Regions from separate parts of the Mus musculus genome. Here region 1 is linked to region 2. A link is a contact called in public Hi-C data. All regions are on one chromosome and are shown on one strand. The core of a region is the stretch at or near the end of the contact, and the rest is flanking DNA. Distances in the headings are between cores, read along the strand shown.

Region 1 (6,532 bases), core at 2,147-4,646, 54 kb before region 2:
ATATTTAAATGTTTTCTATTTAGACTTTAAAAAATGACTACTTGCTTACTTTAAAATTACTGGACAGTGGGAATTAAAGTATTTTAAATTTTTCTTTAATAAAATTTTAACCAAATAGCTTATTTAGCATCAGAAAAAAAGACATTTGGTAGTGCTATAAAGTGTGTGTGTGTGTGTGTGTGTGTGTGTGTGTGTGTGTGTGTGTGATGGGACCTAGGACCATGAACATTATAGGCAAGTGCTCCACCTTTGAGCTATACCTGTAACTCCTAGACACTGTTTTTAAAATGCCATTGTTGGTCTGGGGAGGTAGGTCACCTCATCAAGTACCCACACAAAGCCCAGAATCCAAGTGCCAGCCTCACATAAGACATGCTGTCTTCATGCCTCTAATCCCAACACTTAGGAGATGGCGACAAGAGGATGAGAAGTGCAGGGTCACTCTTGACTGCACACGGGGAGCTGAGGTCCATTGTCAGCCACATGACCCCCACCTCACCCCATCTCAAAAACAAGACAAGCAGCTGGAGTGGCGACTCGTGGTTTAGAGCACTTGTCGCTCTTACAGAAGACCCGGCTTTGATTTCCAGCACCCACATCATGGCTCACAACATCTGTAATTCCAAGTCTAGAAAAAGAAGACAGAGGCAGACGGCCATTGTTGCCACTGACTCTATCTGAAAATATTGCCTGACATGAAACATTACCGTAAGAACTTAGAACGATCATAGTTTCTATGTAAAAATCCAAAGCAGAATAGGGTTTTTGTTTGTTTGGTTGGTTTTTTTTGTTTTTTGTTTGTTTTTTGTTTTTGCCTTTCATACACAGACGACAACTTAAAATTTAGTTTTAAACATATGATATCTTGTGGGGAGGGATTTGTAAGGGTGGGGCTGGCAGGAGAGGAGAAAGAGAGTGTTGCAATCAGGATGAATGAATGAATAAATAAATAAATAAATAAATAAATAAATAAATAGATAGATAAATAGATAAATAGATAAATAAATAAATAAAAGAAGTAAAAAGCATATGATACCATATCTATGGCTGCTCCGGGCTAAGAGCTTTATTTTGTTTCTTTCTTTGTATAGCTTATGGTTGCCCTTTCTGTTGGTGTCAAACTCCTGAATACACACAGGTGACTCAGTCACTTTAAAACATGTGAGTGCTAAGTATGTTTACCAGATAGTGTCCTAAACTTCTAATACTGCCTCCTTTTTTGTTTTTGTTTTTGTTTTTTAACATAGTGGGCAGCGTTGGTTGTGGATTGGTCTGAATAAGAGAAGCCCTGATTTACAAGGGTCCTGGCAGTGGAGTGACCGGACACCAGTAAGTTACAACTTTCATATTGGAAAAAAACCATGGAAGTAGTGTTTCTTTTAAAAACAAGTAAATTCATTGTTAAATAAGACATCCACATCTAAAATTTGTATGGAACTACGGAAGACCCTGGTTAGTCAAAGAAGTCTCCACCAACTCTGGGGATGTAATTCCACCAAAGTATATCATTCTACCAGAGAAAGCTACAGCATATTGATACTAGCATGCTGGGACGTGATACTGGGACAGATTGAGGAAGGGGAAAGGTTTGTCAAAAGATACAGAATTTTATTTAGATAATCAATAAGTTCAAGAGATCCATCGATGTGCCATGTGGGACCATAGTTAACAACCGCACATTGTTCTCACCACGTTGTGGTCACTGTCAAAGGAAATGCATATGCTACCTGACTAGATTCAGTGGCTCGACGTGTGTACTCTTTAAAACATCGTAAGGAGATTAGCAATTTTACCTCGATTAAAAAGGCAAATATCCATCCACAAACCATAACAGCCTTATTTACACACATTTTGAAATAGAAACAAATTTACTTAAAGGATGTGAGAAGGAAGACACAAAGTATTCATCTTTCTTTATTTATTTATTTTTACTTTTTTAGTGTGTGTGTGTGTGTGTGCACACGCGCGCCTTGGGGGCGGGGCAGCGGAGGCCAGTGGACAACTTTCCGGAGTCAGATCTTTCCTTCCGCCATGCTGATTTGGGGACTCGAATTCAGCTCATCAGCTTTGGCCACAAGCACCTTCACCCACTGAGCCATCTCACGTACTCCACTTACTGTTACTTTTAAAAAATGTGTATATTTTAGTGTCTCTATATAGAGTTTTAAAAACGGAGATATTCTGACATCCTGGCCATCTTTGGAGAGTACAAATTATTTTCCAAAGCTTTCATCTGTGCTACTCTGTGTTTATTTCTATTATCAATTAATAGTGGGAAATATTTATTTGTATCATCTAAAAGCATTAATTATATAGTGAAAAAATGTCTGTATTAGCCATAATAGTCGAACCTAAAATGTAATAGTCGAACCTTGAATAATACTTGACTGTTGACTGTTTATCTCATCTAAAGAGGTTTTACGTGACAGTGTGTGTGTGTGTGTGTGTGTGTGTGTGTTTAACATACTGGACTTTTACATATTGACAAGCTGGCATTTTGAAATATCCCTTGGTATCAAAACTCTTACAGGAAAAAATAGGGACAAGATTCAGTATCCTAGGGATAAGAATTTCTTAGCTATTCTTATAGATTTTCTTTTTTCCTTTTTTCATTATTTATTTACTTTCCATCTTGATCACAGCTTCCTCCCCCTGTTCTCCTCCCAGTCCTTCTCCCTCACACCCCCATCTACTCCCTCCTTCTCTCTCCCCTTTCATGAGCAGCCTCCTGTGAATATCAATCAGCCAAGGGAGTTTTATATACCACATCTCAAAATACTAAAAAAGGCTCTTTGAGCTGTTGATTCTGGCCCTGGGGGTGATTTAATGCCCCACCAACCCCACTTCTGAGACTGTGGCTTAATGGGAAACTAAGGGCTCTTCTGCAGTCCCCGAGGCCTCGCATGACTCGGCATCCAGATCGTTCACAAAGTATGAAATGTTTATATATATATATATATATATATATATATATATATATATACACATACATACATTATATATGTATATATATATATACATTATATATGTATATGTATAATATTGAAGCTGCCTAAACTATATGGAAGTTGCAAATGTTGTGCCAGCCCACGTTCTCAAGGCTGACTTACCTTCTCAGGTGTCTGCTGTGATGATGGAGCCGGAGTTTCAACAGGATTTTGACATCAGAGACTGTGCTGCCATCAAGGTTAGTACCAACTCTAAAATCAGTATTAAAAATAAAATCCCAGGACTGACACCAGGGCTCCGAGACAGAGTTCATGCTTAACCTATGTGAAGCCTCGAGCTCACCCCTCTCACTGCACCCAAATCTGGCATCACGTAAGCTCAGGCAAAACATTCCTAGAATACCTTCTGTGCGTGGAGCGTGGTGATGGCAGGAGCGGTGGAAAGCAAACCCAAGCAGTTTACACTTAATTTAAGAACCAAGCCAGCTCAGTCAGTCAACGGGGTCTGGAGCGCAGGAGTGAGGATTGCAGAGAAAAAGACAATTAGACAAACATTATAACCTGACTCCAGCCAGGGCTGAGGCGGAAGCAGCTTTAATTTTTCCCAGCCAGCTTTTACACCATTCTCGGTACTAGCAGAAAATAGAGTCAGTCCTTAAATCAAACACAAAGTGATTAAACAAGGGTAAAGAACAAAGAGATCACACCAGGTAGTAATCAAACAAAGCAGTAAGCAAAAGTCCCAGAGACACTGGGTCTGGGGGCTTAGCAGGATTGCCAAGACAAAGGGGAAGTCACACATTCCTTGGCTGTGTCCACCTTGATCCTTGTAGTAGCCCAGATATGAATATTCTTATCTGATCCTGCTTCCTCCTCCAGAGCCCAGTGACAAGTATTTGCCAAATTTCTATAAGCAGCAAATTGCTATAAGGGGGCAACAAAAGCTCTCCACATTTATATTAAAAACCACAGCTTTATCATCATTCTATAGTAAGGCACCTCAAGAGTGGGCAGAAGATAGCCGAGGAGAAATCGAAAGGGGAAGTGATCGCTCAGGTCTGTCCAGAAAGAGTTGGGATTTGGCCTTGGTCTCTAAGGATGACCAGAGTTTGCGCAGGAGCAACAGGACAAGGCTTTCTAATGGGCAGTGGTGCAAGAATACAAGTGGAGGTCTTATCGACAGTGAGAAGAGCAGGATGTATCCAGTTTTATTTGGAATTACTAAAGACAGTCCTTAAAGGATGGGGAGGTGGCGGGGTGGCTTAGAGTGCTCTTCCAGTGCTGTGGACCTGGGTTTCCTCCTGATGTCTCATCACTCCAGTACAGGAGATCCATGGTCCTCTTCTGACCTCCACCAGCACCAGGCACTCCGGTGGTGCAGAAAGGACCCTTGTATGCATATAATCAAATTAATTTTTAAAAACAGTGTTGTCAAATCAGGTTGCTGTCAAATCAAGGTGCTTGCACTTCCGCGGGAGTTTTTGTTTGGATGGTTTGCTTTGGTTTATTTTCAATAGGCAACAAGGATGTTTTTTAAAACTGAGAAAGGATAAAATGAGCCAAGATGGTGACTGTGAGCCAAGAGTGTGAGGAAGATTTATCTTGACATTTCCGAGGCACAGCAGCTAGGACTGGGAATTATCACAGACACACGAGGCATGTCTTGCAGGGTCCATTTGTTTATCCATTTTATCAGTGATGTGCCTGGGAGGCCCATCAAGACGGTAGAAGGTGTCAGAGGTAGGGTTCTTCACAAGACTCCAGCATAGCAAGAGATAGACAGCTCAGTAAGCTCTGATGCCATTGGCTAAGGGCTCCAATAGGTGAACAAGAAGGCATAGGCAATGAGGGCTTATTGTAAGAATAAAAATGTAATGGTCTTACGAGGGTAGTATCGATTAGTTATAGATCCGTTATGAGCCAGGCACTGGGGTAGGCACTTAAATAAATATACACAATCTTGTGAAGTAGGTGCAGTTACCGTAACCATCAAGTTGAGAATGAAATTCCAGCTTAGATGTGTCAGAAGTCAAACTTAAACCCACACATGTCCAGATCCATGACATTTTACCCCTGAGCTATTTTACCACATCCTAGCACATCTACCTCCAAGGCTGGACCTGGCCAGGGTGGTGAAGGAATGAAGAAAAGACAGACACATAGACGTGCAGACACACATACAGGCTGGGAACTGGAGGACTGGAGTCTCTGCTGGAGGAACCACAGGACTTCTGAAGTTTACATTGTTTATTATATAGACTTGACCGGAGAGGCTGGGTTTTTTGCACATGGCTGAACAAGGAGACAGGCTCAGCTAATCCAGTAGGAGCGGTCTCTAGGCGAGCAATCCTCAGGCTGTAAATTTCCAAGGGAAAAAACTATGATAGACATTTTCTGCACACTCAACATCTACATTCTTATCCCTGGTGAAGGCTTTGGGATCCACAACTGCCGAGTCAACAGCACACACTTCCTCAGGACTTTACTCACTCGGGGCTTCCTCTGCCCCTTATTCTGCTGGCAAGGTATTCATAGAAACAGGGAGAAAGCTGGGTGCCATAGTGCACACCTTGAATCCCAGCACTCAGGAGGCAGAGGCAGGCAGATCTCTGTTGAATTCGAGGCCAGCCTGGTCTATCTACAAAGTGAGTCCCAGGACAGCCAGGACTGTAACCCAGAGAAACCCTGTTTCAGAAAAGGAAGGAAGGAAGGAAGGAAGGAAGGAAGGAAGGAAGGAAGGAAGGAAGGGAGGGAGGGAGGGAGGGAGGGAGGGAGGGAGGAAGGAGAGGGAGGGAGGGAGGAAGGAGAGGGAGGGAGGGAGGAAGGAAGGAAGGAAAGAGGCAGAAGAAGCAATGTTTTTCAAAGGGTATGATATATTGTGGTTAACTAGTTCAAATGCAGCATGGGTATAAGACATACGCGACAGAAAGTTGAAATCTGGAGAACAGGGCTGAAAGGGGGAAAATGAATGAAAAAAAAAAAAGCCACGGAGTAGTTTTTAGGAAATCATAGAAAGTAAAAGAAGGCAAGGGATGAAGAGATATGTGTGTGGCACCTTCACGTCATAACCCAGGAAAGGGTCAGAAAAGCATGATGGATGCAAATGAAACCGGAAAGAAGGCTGCCTTCAGAGAAACTCTTCTCGTGGGCAGCTGTCACTGCACGGGTCCACATTATAGGATTTACAACTCAGCACAGGTACGAGCCTCAGAGAAGTTAATGTGCTGTTCAGAATTTTCTAGAACACTGATGCAATGAACTGGACTTGAAAGGTACGTAGGCTTCCACGTGTGGAGAGATTTTAAACCTACCAAAAATAAAATAAATCACCAGGAGAGGTGTCCAGAGATTCATGCCTTTCTCTGCACAATACTCATAAACCTGGCCTTAAGAGAAAAAGAATCACAATAGTGATGGCGGCTCCTCCCAGCTCGTGCCTTCAACGTTCCTTTCCCGTCCTGATCACGTATCCTACAAGTAGAACAGCAACACTAAAGCCGGAGCCTGCGCTGCTGGGCCCAGGAGTTGCTGTCACTTTCTGGGATGCTCTGTTATAGTCTGGCTTGGATACTACTTTAGTCTCT
Region 2 (5,979 bases), core at 297-2,796:
GGAGTTGCCCTACTACTTTTGGGAGCGAAGCCTGATATAGATTGTGGTCAACCAACTAGAGGGTCGCATCTTTAAAGAAAATTAACTTTCCCTCTCTCAGCACTATTAAATGCCATTAGGTCTTCGTCCACTGGTAAGAATCTGTGCCCTGCTAGCGCCTCAGTGGTGGGATTTTTATCTGGGTTGAGCTTTCATATATCTCAGGCATATGGTCACAATCTCTGTGAGTTTACATGTACGTCTGCCCAGTCGTGTCCAGAAGACAGTTTCCTTGATGCTATCCACGAGCTCTGACTCTTACTATCTTTCTGACCTTTCTTCCTCAAAGATTCCTGAACCTTGAGGGGAGGGGTGCAATATGCAAATCCCACTTAGGGCCAAGCCCTCCATGGTTTCTTATTTTCTGGACATTGACTAGTGGAAGGTGTCTATTAATTGCCATTTACTGTGAGGAGACACTTTTCTGATGAAGGTTGAGAGATACGCTCATCTATGGGCAAAGCAGTAGGTCTCTAGGAATTACTTTAATACTATGGCCATTTAGCAGAATAATAGCATTGTGCTTCCCCTTAGGGACTGCAATCTATTTAGCCACAGGTTCTTGGCACAGTGCCAGGTATGGTACTGGCGGGACTTAGATCCAATCATAAAATGGTTGGTTACTTTTGTGACATTCATCCAACTACCACAGCAGTACCCATATCTTGTTGGGCCCCATCATTGCTGTACCTTACAAGGTTCATATCTGGATGAGATAGAGGTGTGTGCTGTATACACGAATGGAGGAGAAAGAAGTATTTCCTCCTACATCCGTGTGCACAGCAAGCACTTCCCGGAGCGAAGAAAGCTAAATGGGAGAGTTGAAGCTTCCAAGTTAGTGCCATCTTGACCACCTTACCTGACTCAGCGATGTGGTTTCTTCGGCCACAGGGGCTTACCAACAAGTTCTGAAGATAGCCAAGACTATTGGCACTGACCTGTAGTTCTTGGGGCTTTATGAGATTCCATTGGCAACAACTCAAGAAGAACCCGTTTTTGGTACTGGGGTTTTATTTGCTAGGTGGTATCTATCTTCTTTCCCTCTTGTAAGGTAACTCCATTAAAATTTTCCTCTCTCCCTCCCCCCTCCTTCTCTTCCCCTTTCCCTTCCCCTCTCCTCCCTCCCTCTCTTCCTCTTTCCTTCGCTTCCTTCTCCTGCCCCATAGAGGCTGTGTTAGCTGTCCCATCCCATATTCCTTCCTTTAACTTGTGCTTCTACCCCCATCCCAGTCAAACCTTCCTGTTCCGTTATTCTCCTTTACTTTCGATACAGTAACTAGTGGCAGAGATATATTTTCTAAGAGGCATAGTCCACCAGGAGGGAATTGTGAAAAGGGAGATTACGGTTGCTGACACCACCTTCATTAAATAACCAAAGTCCATCAATCTTTGTCCCTCTGTATGATTCTTGCCAAAAGGGCACAAACAATTCTACTAAGAAGAAACATCAGACGAACCCAAATGTGCTTGTTCCTGGATAGGGTCCTAGAACAGAGATAATTGTCAAATGCCACAAGTGCTATGGATTAGTCAACAGTGCTCCACCAATGCTCTGTCCTGGTTCCTATCCTTGCACTGATGTTATGTAAGATGCTAACATTTGGAGAAGCTGCCGCAAGGATTACGGGAAGTTCTATTTATTTTTGCAACATTTTAGAAAGTCTGAGATTACTTCAGTTCAAATGAGAAGTTTATCTTTAACGAAGAGAAGTTGGAGTCTGCGGTGTGTCCGCCGCTTGGGGATCTGAGCGTCCCAGCAGTGCGACCCTGGGCTCCACTCCCCCGCCTCGAGTGGGAGGCGTCGCAACTGAGCTGGGAGCTGCGCACCCGACAAGCACCGCCCCCGGCCCGCTCTCGGCGCCGCGCAGTCATGCCCCACGCAGCGCTGTCCTCGCTCGTGCTGCTGAGCCTCGCCACTGCCATCGTCGCCGGTAAGCTTCCCCTGCCGCGCCCCGGAGAGTGCAGAGTCCCCGCTCCCACCGATGGCCACGTGCCTCGTCCTCCGACCATCCCGCAACCATCTCTCAGGCTGGGTGGCTTCAGAGAGCCAGACCCGGGACAAAGGCCAAAGCAGAGGACCCCACTTCCACCGTGTCTGTATCCTCACCTCAGACCCCCCAAGACGGTTAGCTCGCTAGAGGGTAGAGGAACTGTAGAGCCCTTCAATGGGTGGCAGTAGGGAAGGGGTGAGGCCTGGGGGTGGAGGGAGGAAACAGGCCCTGTCCCATGGCTAGTGGGCAAGTTGTTAAAACAGGAAAAGAGTTCAGCCACATAACCCCTGCATCCAGAGGGAGGAGAAGCCAGGCTGGGATCTCACTACAAACACTGCGATTTAGAGAAACCTTTGGTCGGCTGATATACAGTGACATCTGAAAAATTAGACATAATTAGTCTTGCAAAATGGCACACACACACACACACACACACACACACACACCCCGAGGAACACAGACAATTCCACCGAGCATGTGTTTTTCTTTAAACAGGCTTTCCGGGGAGGCACGTCAAAATATGTTAATGGGGAAACCCTGGGGGAGATTTCCTTCCAAAAAACACTACCAATCCTACCAATCCTTTCCGAGAATGAAAGAGCAAAGTAAACAAGAACTAAGTGGACACTTGTGTGGGCTTCAGTAACAGGATTATGCAAGGGATTTTTTTTTTCCTCCACTGGATTTCACTGCATTTTAAATAAATTTCTGTGTGAAATCGGCTGACAGCGGGAGATATTTTAAAGGCCCTGGGTGTTGAAGACCTAGCACACTGAGTTGCTCTGAGCTTGCAAAGCTCTTTTCTTGGGTTCCTGTAGAGCAGCACGGATGACCAGTCGGGCTGTGTGCTGCCTCTCTGAGAGCAGAAGCAAGACGTACTTTAATTTTATCTAAGGCTGCACTAGAGCTTCCTCGAAGTCTGGACCACCTCTGAGTCCTCCTTAGGCTCCCCTCATTATCTGGGACACCCTAACTCCCTCTTAGTGCTCTCTCTCTCTACCATGCCAGGCTAATTTTAAAAAATACTTTGTTGTTGTTATACCAATGAGATGGTGCAGTGGGTAAATATTCTTGTTTTGCAAGCCGGGTGACCTTCGTTCATTCAATCCCTGTAACCAGGCAAATTGAGGAAAGAAAAGGTTATCCTCTGACCTCCACAAGTACACTGCACACACACACACACACACACACACACACACACACACACACGATGATAGCCCCGTTAAAAGGGAAGAAAAATACATTCCTAGCCAATTTGGAAAGAGAAGGAGTTTCTAGATTTGGCATTACCTGTGAAGTTGTTTGAACACAGAGAGGTCAAGCCTCCTAAGTTTTATTCTTTTCTAAATCTGGTCTGGATTTCTGGATTCACTCTGACCGCTTCCGTTGGTCAGGAGACCACAGTAGATTACAGTAAAAATGATCGAGCTCTTCCCACACTAGTTAGCCACCTTCTGTGTCCCCCAGTGACGTGGAAAATGGTACTTCATAGGGCTGTTGTAGAGTATACCTACTACAGGCCTGGGAAATCCTGGTCTCCTTCTCTTTGCCCTTATCATAAAGCAAGAAAGGTAATCGCATCAACAGAAAACATCGTGAACATGCCACTCGACTGGCTATAGTTACTGAGCACACTGACAAGAGCTTACCAAGATTTAGAGTTGGCTGAATGGCAAGATCCCCACACTAAAAGAACCTCAGTAACCTAGCCTAAAGTGGACATTTAATGCTGAAGCGGAAATCGCTCTTTTTTTTTTTTTTCTATTACGTTGGAGTATGTTAGTGAACGTGAACTTGTTAGATTTGGTTCTCAGCTCAGAACACAATGGCTATAACATCATTTAACTTCAGAAGGTTCCATGGCAGACCTGTCTGGGGCTTCTCTGGTTTTGGATTGGTTTGTTGTAGGTGCTGGTTGGGGATCTAAACCCAGATCCTCATGGTAGTGCACCAAGTTCTTTACCGCTGGGCCACGCCTCTAGATCTAGAGCCTCTCTGGGACAGTGCCCACGCTCACCACTATATGCTTGGGACTACTGGGTCAGTGGTTTAGCCCGAGTGGTATGGGAGGAGTGAATGTAAGTCTTCCTTCTGTGTTTCTCATGTGGGGTGGCATCTAGGCCTCAGATTTTGAGTGGCTGTTACCTGTAATCAATGGTTTCAGTGCCCCTGCCTTCTTTCTGATATTAACTCACTACCCTCCCTGCTGTTAACTGAGTTTCTCCAGCCTGGCTTGTGGGAACCCTAACCTTCTCTTTCTTCTACACAGGCTACTTAAACCCTTGCTGTTGGTGTGGTTATCCTTCCCCTACTATTTAGATATTCGCTATTATGTAATATCCAAGGCCTTCCCCAGACACCTACACTCTTGGTTACATCTCAGTGTTTTATCTTCAGTGTCTACATTCTTACCATCACTCATCTTCCTAGGAAGAGGCTCTGCAACAGCAGAAGCCCCTTGCTGTCTTGAAGAGCTTTGTTTTCTTTCGATGTGTCTTTAAACTCTATTTTATGGTAATAATGATGAAAAATGGGATAATTTTAAAAGTAGAGGTGTCAGTTGCAATTGTGATTGCTTACCAATTGTATCTTGGAACTTATAACTGAATTCAAAACATGTGCAACCTCTACATCCATCAAGGTCACTCTTTCTTGCCGTTGTAGATGGAACTCTATTTCAGGGGACGATTTCTCAGATTGGATGTAAGAGTGTTTTTACACGAACAGGTGAATTCGCAAATAGTTATTATTTTAGGATTTCTTCCATTGTTGAGAAGCTTTTAAGAATTTGCTGCTGTGTTGAAAAATCAATGCTGCCACTAAAAAAGTGTGTGTTCCACTCTACAGACCAAACCAGCATATCTAATAAAACGTATACGGCTGAAAACTCCTACAGATGTTTTTCAGCATGCTATGACACAAACCCATCTGGACAATAGGAGTCATATCCGGCTTAAAACAAGGTCAAGAAGAACATTGTCTTCTTGCATTGTCTCTGTTAGGTGCGTGATTGTTTTCATGAGTTATTCTAGATTTTGAGGAGAAACAGGAGATTTAATCCATAAAAGAAATGGACCGGTGGTGCCCAGTGAGAAAGTGACGGTGACACAGCTCATCAGTGGATAACTGTCATTGAGGATGGGCATGTGACAGCAAAAGCTAGAAGTGGACACCCTGAAAGGGAAGCTAGGTAAAGTGATGTAGAAAAAGGACAGGTGTCAGGGCAGCTTAAGTTCCTTGGGATTCAGCAGCTATTGGAGCCTGTGCATAGGCACAGAATCTATGGTTGGCTGAACATTTGGGCCAGCTTCTCCCTCCTGGACTCATCACACATATAATAAACAGCCTTCATGGTCCTTGTCTTACCAACGTTGGCCTAGAGAAGGTGAGTGAGTGCCAGCAAGAGAGCAGAGAGTCTTACCAAACCTGGGTTGGTGATAGAAAATGACCACAGAAAATAGATAGGCACTTGATGGTTTTCCCGCAGGAGGCTTCCTATTCATCTTAGCACTTGATACATTTATCGCGGTACTTAATCTGTACGGAAACTTTTGGATACACACTGACCTGTAGCATCAAGGAGAGGTTTCCGTTTTAAACCAGAGGTACAGCTAATGCTGAAAGGAGCCTAGCAGAAGGCAGCTGGGAGTTCTGGCTGTGTCAACACTGTATTTTCTGCCCTTATCACTTGTAGCCTCTTTTGTCTTTTCTTTTCTTTGTTATGATCTTATCTTCCATCACAGGGGCTTTGGGTTTCCTATTTGCTCTATCTGACCTCAGTATCAGGTCTTTAGCACTTCTTCTTTTTTTTTAATTTTATTAGATATTTTCTTTATTTACATTTCAAATACTATCCCGAAAGTTCCCTATACATCCCCCCCCCCCCCGTCCTTGCCTTGCTCCCCTATCCACCCACTCCCACTTCTTGGCCCTGGCGTTCCCCTGTACT

What was found. A called contact is a pair of places that touch in the nucleus more often than the background predicts.
Region 1: a contact with region 2 is called in a Hi-C map of nephron progenitors, with 2.7 times the contacts expected there. The contact joins the enhancer-like site here to the promoter of Cd302 in region 2. A contact is called at or near these places in 2 of 39 promoter capture datasets (embryonic stem cells and macrophages), 5 of 484 Hi-C or Micro-C datasets (the G1E-ER4 cell line, bone marrow-derived macrophages, liver and 2 more) and 2 of 115 datasets of contacts at active chromatin or transcription factors (embryonic stem cells and pancreatic cancer cells).

Annotation. Positions count from the first base shown.
Region 1 is chr2:60,334,950-60,341,481 of GRCm38.p6, reverse strand. It overlaps Ly75 (lymphocyte antigen 75), which reads left to right. Exons shown (of 35, transcript NM_013825.4): 14 at 1,248-1,329; 15 at 3,119-3,187. Among named protein-coding and RNA genes, the nearest start is that of Ly75, 45 kb to the left of the region's middle. Within about 2 kb of position 3,396, at least 14 of the 459 cell types and tissues checked have an H3K27ac peak or open chromatin away from gene starts, as enhancers often do. A contact at or near this core is called in nephron progenitors, where this site is marked.
Region 2 is chr2:60,280,051-60,286,029 of GRCm38.p6, reverse strand. It overlaps Cd302 (CD302 antigen), which reads left to right and starts at 1,546. Exons shown (of 6, transcript NM_001290660.1): 1 at 1,546-1,970. The coding sequence starts at 1,910.